Linked DNA regions of Danio rerio: region 1 is linked to region 2. The links are chromatin contacts, called in public HiCAR-type maps. All regions are on one chromosome and are shown on one strand. The core of a region is the stretch at or near the end of the contact, and the rest is flanking DNA. Distances in the headings are between cores, read along the strand shown.

The links. HiCAR-type assays count read pairs that join an accessible place to other places.
Region 1: a HiCAR-type map of caudal fin shows a contact between it and region 2, with 4 times the contacts expected there. The contact joins the enhancer-like site here to the promoter of mmadhcb in region 2. A contact is called at or near these places in 10 of 18 Hi-C or Micro-C datasets (caudal fin, embryo, fibroblasts and 3 more) and 1 of 4 datasets of contacts at active chromatin or transcription factors (caudal fin).

Annotation. Positions count from the first base shown.
Region 1 is chr9:24,790,331-24,795,610 of GRCz12tu, reverse strand. It overlaps a transcript of lypd6b not described here. Among named protein-coding and RNA genes, the nearest start is that of lypd6b, 18 kb to the right of the region's middle. Within about 2 kb of position 1,885, at least 9 of the 62 cell types and tissues checked have an H3K27ac peak or open chromatin away from gene starts, as enhancers often do. A contact at or near this core is called in caudal fin, where this site is marked.
Region 2 is chr9:24,665,617-24,671,064 of GRCz12tu, reverse strand. mmadhcb (metabolism of cobalamin associated Db) reads right to left here and starts at 3,530. Exons shown (of 8, transcript NM_205594.2): 1 at 3,444-3,530; 2 at 2,218-2,256; 3 at 1,910-2,048; 4 at 1,501-1,718; 5 at 1,027-1,135; 6 at 665-795. The coding sequence starts at 2,226.

The DNA.
Region 1 (5,280 bases), core at 636-3,135, 130 kb before region 2:
TATATTTATTCAGTTTTTAAATTAATTACAGTAATTTTATTGACTATTGTGAAAATGTAATGAGAAATGTCTAGAGATATTCAATGAGAGACTTGCTTTGTTTACCAAATAAAGTGAATCTAATTGCATTTGCATTTTAAACATTAAATAAAAGTTTTTTTTATTTTTTTTTTATTTCACATATTAAGGTTTTAGCTATGATACTCCCAAAATAGTTCAGCAGAAATCCACAGATTTTTTACCAAAATGCTCTGCAGAAATGGCAAAAAACGTCCGCAGATTCCGTCTGGCCCTACCAATAACTGTACTGGAATAGATGTCAGTTCAACTTAATACTTATCGTTTTCATATCTTTAATTTTTGTTTTAAATATAAAGATATTGTTAGCTTACAGGTATTTTGTTTTTGAGTTGCACTGTTTTTGTGTGATGTGTTTTTTTTCTACACTGTAAAAAAAAAAAAAATCCGTAATTGTAGTTTATTTCCGGTGGCTGGGGTGTTGGAAAAAAAAAGTAAAATAACAGCTGTTAAATTACAGAAATATACCATAAAATAATAAATATTATATTACAGAAATTTACCAGAAATCTAAATTTAAGAAACTTTCTGTAATTTAATATTCTTATTTTACGGTAAATTTCTAATTTTCTCATTTCTAATTTAATGGCTGTTATTTTACGTTTTTTTAAATTACGGGGGGTTTCTTACATTGTAGGTGTTGATTAAATTTATGATCAAATGCCTCATTCTTACTAATTCTATTTAATAATATAAAATTGTCAAAATATTCTCAAGGTTTTTTTTTTTCAATTTCATTATCATTATTACAAATGCTGTCAAACAATTAATCACATCCAAGATAAAAGTTTTGTATTTAAATAATGTATGTGTGAGCGCACATACTGTACATAAAATCAAAGAAATAGAAATATTTTTACACATATTTATGAACACAAAAATATACTTGGGGCAAATATGTTTTTTAAATATGAACTTAAATTTTGGACACGATTAATCAAGACTAATCATTTGATAGCACTCATTAACACTAATAATAATTATGATGATGATGATGATGATACTATCATTTAGTTTCATCCCCCAAAAACTACTTTAATATGCAAATTTAAAATAGGTTCTCACATTTAACATAAAACAACAACAACAGTTTTGTGCATCAGTGTATGAACTGTTTTTTTTTAGTTTATTAAAGTTAATAAATGACAATTTTAATTCATGATGTTCATAAGCCTAATTATAATTTACAGAGGCTGTTTCTAAGTAATTGTAAAAGAAGCCAAGCCATCTCCTTGCAAAAATAACACAGGCTGGTCATTGTCTCTAATTGATAGGCAGAAGTACTTCGGCCAGGATGTTTTGCATAAAACTGTTTAGATCAAAGCCGCATGACTCGGCTGTTTTGGTCCCGATTCAAACCTGTGCAATTACTGTGGAATTTTAAGAGTGACTGCATAATTCACCAATTATGTTTTTATCGCTTGCACAGAGAGTAAGAGGCCTGTTTATTGGCCCTATTTGAATCAGAGGGAGCGTTGTTGTTGCTGTGGACAGATGAAATGAGACAGATGGCACGAGGACTTCATGATGGCAGCTGTTGTCGACTGACCTAACCAGCATTGTTCTCAACGTGTTCTTTTCAAGCTTGCATACCAAAGGTAACTTCAACTTGCTAACCCTTCATGATCAAAGAAGGATTTATCACCTGGTTGTGGATGCACATGTTTATTTCACATTTCGAGTGGGTTTGTTGCATTAAGGGTGACGTGTGGAGATCTTTGTGCTTAACAGTTGTTTGGATGTCCTTTAAACACAGGGTTATTTTACTCCCTGAAGTGGTGCTTGCCATAGCTAAGAGCTCAGCTATTTCCCTGCAGTCTATCATTAGTGTGAGTCACAAGTATCAGCTCAGTTGACTTGAGAGGGAGCTCAGAGCTCACAATTGGGCCTTCATCAAACTTTAACGTGCACGCTCTTGGCTTATATCTCACGACTCTAGTTATGTCATGTTGAACTCGGGAAATGATGTAAAAATGCTGTTTCAGTTCATAGAAAGGTTCTGACTTGTATTTTTGCCCCAGATTTTCTTTTAACGACTACCCTGACAGGCTCACAGTGGGCATGTTTAGACCAAGAAATTCAGGTGTAAAAAAGCCATTTGGTCGAAGTAGATTCTTTCTCTTCTGCTCTGTGATTACATCCATACTAGTTCTGTTTGTCCAACCAGACGTTTTTTTAGCCAGCATTTAAATGCACTTGCTTTGACTGAAAACAATTTTTAAAAAAATGCTGAACTTTAGCCAGGTTCACACTGTTTGATTTTTAGATGGGATTTGGCACTCAGAGACAGATTTAGCAAATCCTGAATGATTGGTCTGAAACTCATCCAAAATTGGTTGTATTTAATTGTAAATTTCACATGTTCAAAGTGTTAAATAATTACCACTGCGATCAAATTTCACTTGAACTTCTGCCAGACCAGCGTTTGTTATTTTAATCCATGTTTGTTTAACAAAATGCCTTCGGTGTATGTTAAAAGATTCTTTACCCCCAAAAAATAAAAATGATGTTATTAATTACTTGCCCTCATGTTGTTCTGAGAACTTTCTGATCCTCCATAGACAAAAACAGTCCCGACCTATTCAAAGTACAAACAAACATATTTAAAAAATACAGTAAATAAAATAATATTATTAAGCTTACTTTTGTGCACACATGAAACAAAAATAATGACTCAACTCAACAGCTTCTTCTCTTGTGTCAGTGTTTTAGTGTTTTCACATACTATATAGCAGAAAAGTGTGCTTTTTTGGATTTAATAATAGATGTGCCACCTTCTGGCAATTGACTAAATATTTATTTGCCCATGAAAATATTTTACCAGCATAAAATCAGCACATCTGTATATTCATTCATTCATTTTCTATTTGGCTTAGTCCCTTTATTAATCAGGGGTCGCCACAGTGGAATGAACTGCTGACTTATCCAGTATTTATTTTATGTAGCGAATGCCCTTTCAGCCGCAACTCATCACTGGGAAACACCCATACACTCATTCACACTTATACACTATGGACAATTTAGCTTACCCAGTACACCTACAGCGCATGTCTTTGGACTGTAGGTAAAACCAGAGCAGGAGGAAACTCATGCGAACAAAGGGAGAACATGCAAACTCCACACAGAAATGCCAACTGACCCAGCTGAGGCTCGAACCAGCGACCTTCTTGCTGTGAGGTGATCGTGCTACCCACTGCGTCACCGTAACACCCCACAACTGTATATATTAAATATATATCTTAGTCAGTACCACAAACCTCTTTAAAGGTATATAAACTAGGATCAGGCAATTAATTTAATTGAAATTGCAAATGAGGTTTATCATACAGAGATCTTGTCATTGAACCTCAGTTTGTGTTCAGTGGTAAATGTTATCCGAAGCCAAAGGGTGGTCTAATGCTGAAACTCCAAACATGAAGACACCCTGCAAAATACTCTATTTCTACTTTTTATATTTAGGATTTATTTTAAACACTGAACCGAAGTTATGAAGTGAGCTCACAGAGAAGCAACGCAAACAGCTGTCATTATCACACAACGGTTATCTTGATTTCCTTATTGGCTGATTAAAATGATTTCTATATAAAACATGATCTTCCATCGCCTGTTTGCTTACTATTATTCTGTGTTGTAAATTCTGCTTCATCTAAAAGCATGTGCTAGACTTTTACTAGAACCTGCTTTTTTTTTAATGCACATGAAAATTGCATTATGAATTCGTTTGTAGCTGTGTCAGAATTCTTTGATGGACACAGAAGTGTGGGGATTTAAGGAGAAGCAAGTGTACATCCCTTTAAGGTCCCAGCAAGCATTGTTTGTTTTAAAAATATGTCTAATAGATGTCTAATAGACATCTAAACATAGTCGTTTTTGCTTAAACAAGGTTAAATTTGGGCTGTCAGTGAAAATCTAATAGACATCTATGAAAAATAATAATCAAATAAACAGAAATAAATGAGTACACATATAGCGTCTGTCTAATCTGTCTATTTGACGACTAGTCTAGTTTTGGCCTATTCTTGAACGTTTAGCCAAGTTTTAGCCAAGCTGTCTACGTTTAGATGTCTTTTAGACGTCTATTAAACACAAAATTGTTTGCTGGGGGTTAGAAATAGAATATTAATCACTCTTTTAAAAATCACTTAAAGCCCAAATTTTTGTTTAAATCCTAAATTCGATGAATGGCCCCACAGCCCCAGTGCTGATGGTCAAGCATGGAGATAAGCCTGACCCGAGGCTCTGTGTTTCAAAACTATCACAGTGTCACCAAGTAGAATGACAGGGGAGGGTCACCTGCTGCCCACAAGATCATGAAGACAATATAGGTCTCCAGGGTCATCGATGAGAGACACATGCTCTTTTATGTCCTAAAACATGAGAGGAAGCATTAGAGTTTCTAGAATTCTTCTTTATATAGGTGAAGAATAGGTTCTCTTTTTGAGGCGCATTTGTTCATTATTTACTTTGGTTTTTCAAAAAATATATTAGCGTCTTTGTAATAAAGAAAAGGATCAGGTATCCCCTAGGGCAGGTATACATCCTCAGATTGTGGGGGAATTATTTTTAAACCAAGTAGAAATAAAAATGTATTTTTTTTTCATATAACCAGGGTATCTGATGGGTGTTAAAACGTCTTAAATTGTCTTACATTTACTGAAATATTGTGTTGTAGGTCTTAAATCTTTTTTTTTTAAAAGGTCTTCATTTTCCTTGTTCATGATGCTGCCCAATCTGGCCGACACCCATCCAATCACCAACAATCCATCTTTTAAACTTTTAATTTAAAAATGTAGCTATTTTTCTTACAATAGCATTTGTTTAAAAGTTCAACATGTATTTACTGCTGAGGACACTGACCTGGACAGACTGTTGTGCATACATTTAGTTTATTATTGTTTTTAAAACATTTTTAATTTAATAATGAAAAAAAGTGTATGCTTACAACTAGAGCTTGCTTGTTTTGACACAATATTTTAAATATTTTGCTAGAAAATATCTAAAATATATGTATTATTATTAAATTCTTATTGTTTTATTAAATGTATTAAATTATAGTGTTTTTATTAATGATTCACAAATCTGATTTATTTATCAGATTTTTATGACAGTTAACAAACAAAAGTAACTGAGAAAATAGAAAAATAAAAAATATATATATAACAGTACAAAATTGATTAAAGAAATAAGAATAAACCACATTAT
Region 2 (5,448 bases), core at 2,281-4,780:
ATCTTCTGTAAACAAATGTTTTAATTTAAATAACTATTTTAATGTAATTGAAGGCAAACATTTGCCTTCTCAATGCATCTCTGGCACAGATTCCAGTCACTAATTAATTAAAATGTAATTGAAAAAATAAATAAATAAATAAAAAATCGACCTAAAAAAATAGATTGATTATTGGTTCCAAATGTCGATTTCGATTACTTTTAGATAAAACTATGACAAATAGTTTGAAATATTATAAATGTATGTACTCTTACCTCATGAACTGAATGTGTTTTTGCAGGATAAAATATAACAGATTTTTTATATCTCAAATTTCCCCAAAACATTTGGTGGTATATTACAGTTTAAGCATAAGATAACAAGATTACAGTTAAAGGAAAACAGCTTAAGCTGTATTATTTTTTAAATAGAGCCATCACAAAAAACTAATAATATTGATTTTGTTAAAGATTTATTTGTTAATATTTGATAGTGTTAATGAAATATTGTTTTGTTGTAAACACTTTTGGTAAATAATCATAGTAGTAAATAATAGTTGTAAATAATAATAGTAGTAAATATTGAAGTGAAAATTCTGAAGGATCACGTGACCCTAAAGAATGAAGTTAAGCCAATAACAAAAATTTAATTTCAATGACAGAAATAAATTTGTCTGTGAACTCACTTTAGCCAGCAGTTCTTCTCTCTCCTGGTCCACTTGCTCAGTCCAGGCAGTCATGTCGTTCTGCGTCCTCTGTGTCACAGTGACCACCATCATGCCAGTTGAGGGAGCCTCAGGGAACATGGACTCAAAATCTGAATTAAATGAACAGGCCACGCATTCATAAATAAACATCAACTAGAGCAAAAAAAAAATTAAAATACTAATTGTTACATTCTCAAGCAGAGCACATTATTTAGTGCATAAAATACACATGTAAGTGCTACCCTCTTGTGGTGGGATTTTACATTACAACATTTCAACAAGTCAAACAACATTAAAAGTGCTTTCTAGCGGTCTGAAATACTCTTAATAAAACAGCATACCTCTCTTTAACAATTCAGGACAAGACTGAATGGCACACTCCACACTGGAATGATCAAAAAACTGCTCTGCTTTATCCATGTTCTGTGCTGTAGACGTTTTATCATCCTCCTAAAAACAAATAAATAAATAATATTATATATATATATAAACTTTGATTAATTAAAAGTAGCTTGAGTGAGATAAAGTAACTTATTTCAAAAACAAAAACATCATTTGAATATTAGCTAAACTATAATTCATTTACGGTGTCTTTGTTACAAATGTTCCCATTAACTTATTATAGTAATTACAATTAATTATCCATATTAAATGTCAAAGTGATCATTTTAAAAAATATATATTAATAATAACAATCAAATATCTAAATAAATAATAATAACAATTAATAACTCCATAATTATAACTAATTTAGTTATTGATTAAGAAAATGTATTGACTGACTAGAAAATTAGTAGTTTCTGAAAGTATCCTACATGAAGCTCATTGATGAACTGGGCCAGGATGAAGTCATGTCTCTGGTTGTTGGACTGAGCAGTGAGCACATCTGGCATCACACTATGGACCGAAGTGGTTCTCTGCTCCACTGGACTCTCCAAATGACAGTCAAAACCCACATTACCCGGCAACTGGAAACGTTTATCCTGAGGTCCAAATGGGCCCATGCTCTCATCCGGCCACACAGTCCTTGGTGCTGAAAATAACCGAGATCATTAAAAATATAAAATAAAAACACTCTTTCTACACATCATCAACTAGAAATACATGTGTGAATAATGACCTGCATGCCTTTTTTAATTAAGCTAATTTGTAAATGTTTTACCATGACCTCTTTTACGCCAGATAACAGTGGCTTTGATATTCTACAGGGAAACAGTCATTTACCAATGTCAGGAGTTGAGGTGTTCAGGTGTGGCTCATCTGATCCTGACGCCCCAGAGAAACTTCTTGCTCCAACAACACGATGAACTAGAACATGAAGCCCTGGTAGGTACGTCACCAGTCGAGCTCTGCTGCAGAGCACCTGACAAAACACAGCAAACACTTACACATCTTTACCTGTAGATTTCATCTTTTATTTTATAGAGGTACAACAGCAATTGCAAACACTATCACATGTAAGCGAGAATATATTTTCACATAGGACTCAAGACAAAGCAATTATAATAGATGTGAGATTTACATTCACTTACACTGGCCATCCTGTTGGGCTTCTCTTGTTTACGGTTCACCTGTAGGTAGAAAAAAATGTATAGAGTTGCATAGACAAGCTGATGTTCAATAACACAATGATAATGAACATTTCTGATTTATTGCTATTATCATGGGCACTTCAAAATACTGTAAAATAATGTAATCATAATTTAACCTTTCAGAATGTCTTTTAAAATATTCAGAGTGTTGTATTTACTTTGAAACATATTGAAACTTTAGCTAATCTGGACTGTGACAAGCCAGGGGTGTGGATCAAAAAGGTTTAGTTTTTTTTTCAAGGCACTTTGTTTGGTAATACTTTACAATAAGGCTTTATTTGTTAACATAGTTAATTAAACTAAACTGATGATGAAAACTACTTGTTAAGCATTTGTCAATCTAAGTTGATGTTAATTTACTACTGCTTAATAACACATTAAAATCTAAAGATGTAACCATTTCATTTAATGGGGGCAATAGCATATATTTTTTGTATGTGAGGTCAAATGCATCTTCAGATATATTAAAATAATTAAGTAAAACATTTTAGCCATTTCTTACTTTTGCGCACTAATAAACCTTTGTTGTAAACAGTTGATTATTATTATTATTATTTTAAATATTGTAAGCAGTTGTCATTTTTCTTTTTTAAATAGTTCACACACAACACACTCTAATAATCTATTAGGCATCTGACAAAAACATGGACAAAATATAAATGAGACTTATGTTTCCACCATTTCATAACCCCAAAAAACTGCCGAGTGAAAAACAAATCTGCAACAATCATTCTCGGTAGTAACATTTCCTCTTTTCAATTTTAATTATATAATAATCGCTATTCTGTTATAATAACTAACTGTGTGTAAGAACACAGGGTAAAGTAACCTCTGTCTGTTGTGTTTAAGTTAGTTTACAAGCATTAAGGTCCTAAAACGGCAATAGACAAAAAAGAAAACAATTTACGACTATACACGACTAAAGCTTTCGGATTTAAAACGATTCCAAAAATAAAACAGAATAAACATGAGTATGTAAACAATGTTTCTCTTTACGCATGTCTCAATAGCCCATTGGCTAAAGCAAGTCGAAGAGGTAACTTACACCTCTAACGTTAATAGTAAGTTACTACTGTAACGATGATACATATTTTTTTTTATTTTGTTTGGCGATTTATTTGTGGATACGCAATAACGACGTATAAGTTTGATTAAACTGTTCTTACCTGAATTTTGTAGTGTGTATGTTAGCTGTTAGCTTACTTCAAGCTAGTCTTGTTTAACCTTCTGATTACGTAACAACGGCGGCGAGTAAAGGACAAACACAAAAACCTCCGTGAAATGTCCTGCAGCTCCACCAGATGTCAGCAGAACACAGAAAATGTGTGTGTGTTTTTTATTTTTTTTTTTCCTTCAGGCTCAGACTTGTGTTCTGGTAGAACATTTATCAGAAATTTCCACAGATATAAATAGTTATTCCCACTGTCCAACCATAAACAATATTTAATATATTTTAATATAGAAGGGTGATTAAAAATAGTATGCTTTCTTTGCTGGTTTCTTTCATACTCTTTTATTTTAAAATTATACTTTATTTATCTTTCTTTCTTTCTTTCTTTCTTTCTTTCTTAGATATTTATAGGTTTAGGCTATACATAAAACATATTTTAGCTATTTTTATCTCCACTTATGTCAAATGTAATGCTTTATTGTTACTTTTCAGTAAGAAAATAAACAGCTCGTTGCCATCAAGGACATGAAGTCACAGATCTGTGTTACACTGTAAAACCCAACGCTCAACCATTTAAGAAAACTGATTGCAACAAACTAAGTAAAACAAAATAATAATCCTAATGAGTACTGTGAACTTAATCTATCTGAGTAAACTAAGCAATTTGAGCACAGTAAAACCCAATAAATGAAGAGAACTCAAAACTAATTGAGTACTTTAAAACCTAATAGGTTAAGGCAACTCAAATCATTTAAGGAAACCGACTGCTAAAAACCATTTGAGTTCAAAAACTTATCTATATGACTATACTGTGAACTTACTCCATTTAATTTGAAGTAATGAAGTGGTAAGTCTCGATTGAGCATTAAAAATGTACACCAGCAATTAAACAGAAGAAAAACTCAAAACTACAGCGACCTCAGTCGCATTATTAAAAGAAATAAAACGTGTTCAACCTTTAAAAATCTTTTCAGAGGATCCTTAAACAGCTCCACAAACAGTATCAACAGCTTCACACAGCATCACTGAGTTCAAAACTCTTTTCAAAAGAGTAGAATTAATTCCCAGTAAATTTTGAGTTAACAACACTTATTTCATTAGATGCATTTGACTGTTGGGTTTTACAGTGTGTGATAAATTTTCCCAAAAGATTAAAGATTTCTCTTTATTAAGTCTTTCATTAAGAATCCTTGACTGGTCCAATACTTTTATAATTGTTACTTATAAAGCATTAGTGTTTGTTTTTTGAATTTGAAAAGTATTGCATTGTAATTCACATTCATAAATAAAATGCTCTTTCAGTCTGCTGTCCACAGACCTCTTTACTTTCAGCTAAGAAGAAAACTTGACATTTAAAAACCAAACAAATTTATATAGATTTTTCCAATGCTTCTGAGCCAGAAAATGTGATTTATATGGTCTATTAAAACGTCTTGGCATTTGTTCCTTTATTCTGCTTAAGCCAGCTTGGGAGTACTTGAAAAAATGTGAATTCTCGGCAGTACAGCATGCTTTCATTAAACGACAACCAGAAAACCTTATTTCATCCTCCACTGTTGTATTTTCAAATGTAAGTTGCACTAAATAGTTTATAACTAAAAGACAAAAACATCATGACATTCTTAAAGCATCTTTCAATAGTGAACAATCTGCTAAATATTCATTCATTTTCAGCTTAGTCCCTTTATTAATCTGGGGTCGCCACAGTAGAATGAACCGCCAACTTATCCAGCATATGTTTTATGCAGCGGATACCCTTCCAGATGCAACCCATCACTGGGAAACAACCTTACACATTCATTCACACACATACATTACGAGCAATTAAGCCTACCCAATTGACCAATAACGCAATTGGGAACACGGAGAATTTGCAAACTCCACACAGAAATACCAACTGACCCAGCTGTGAGACAACAGCACTACCTACTGCACCACTGTGTCTCCCTTATCTGCTAAATAGTTCAAAACTTATGTCTCCCATGTCTACCTCAGAAACT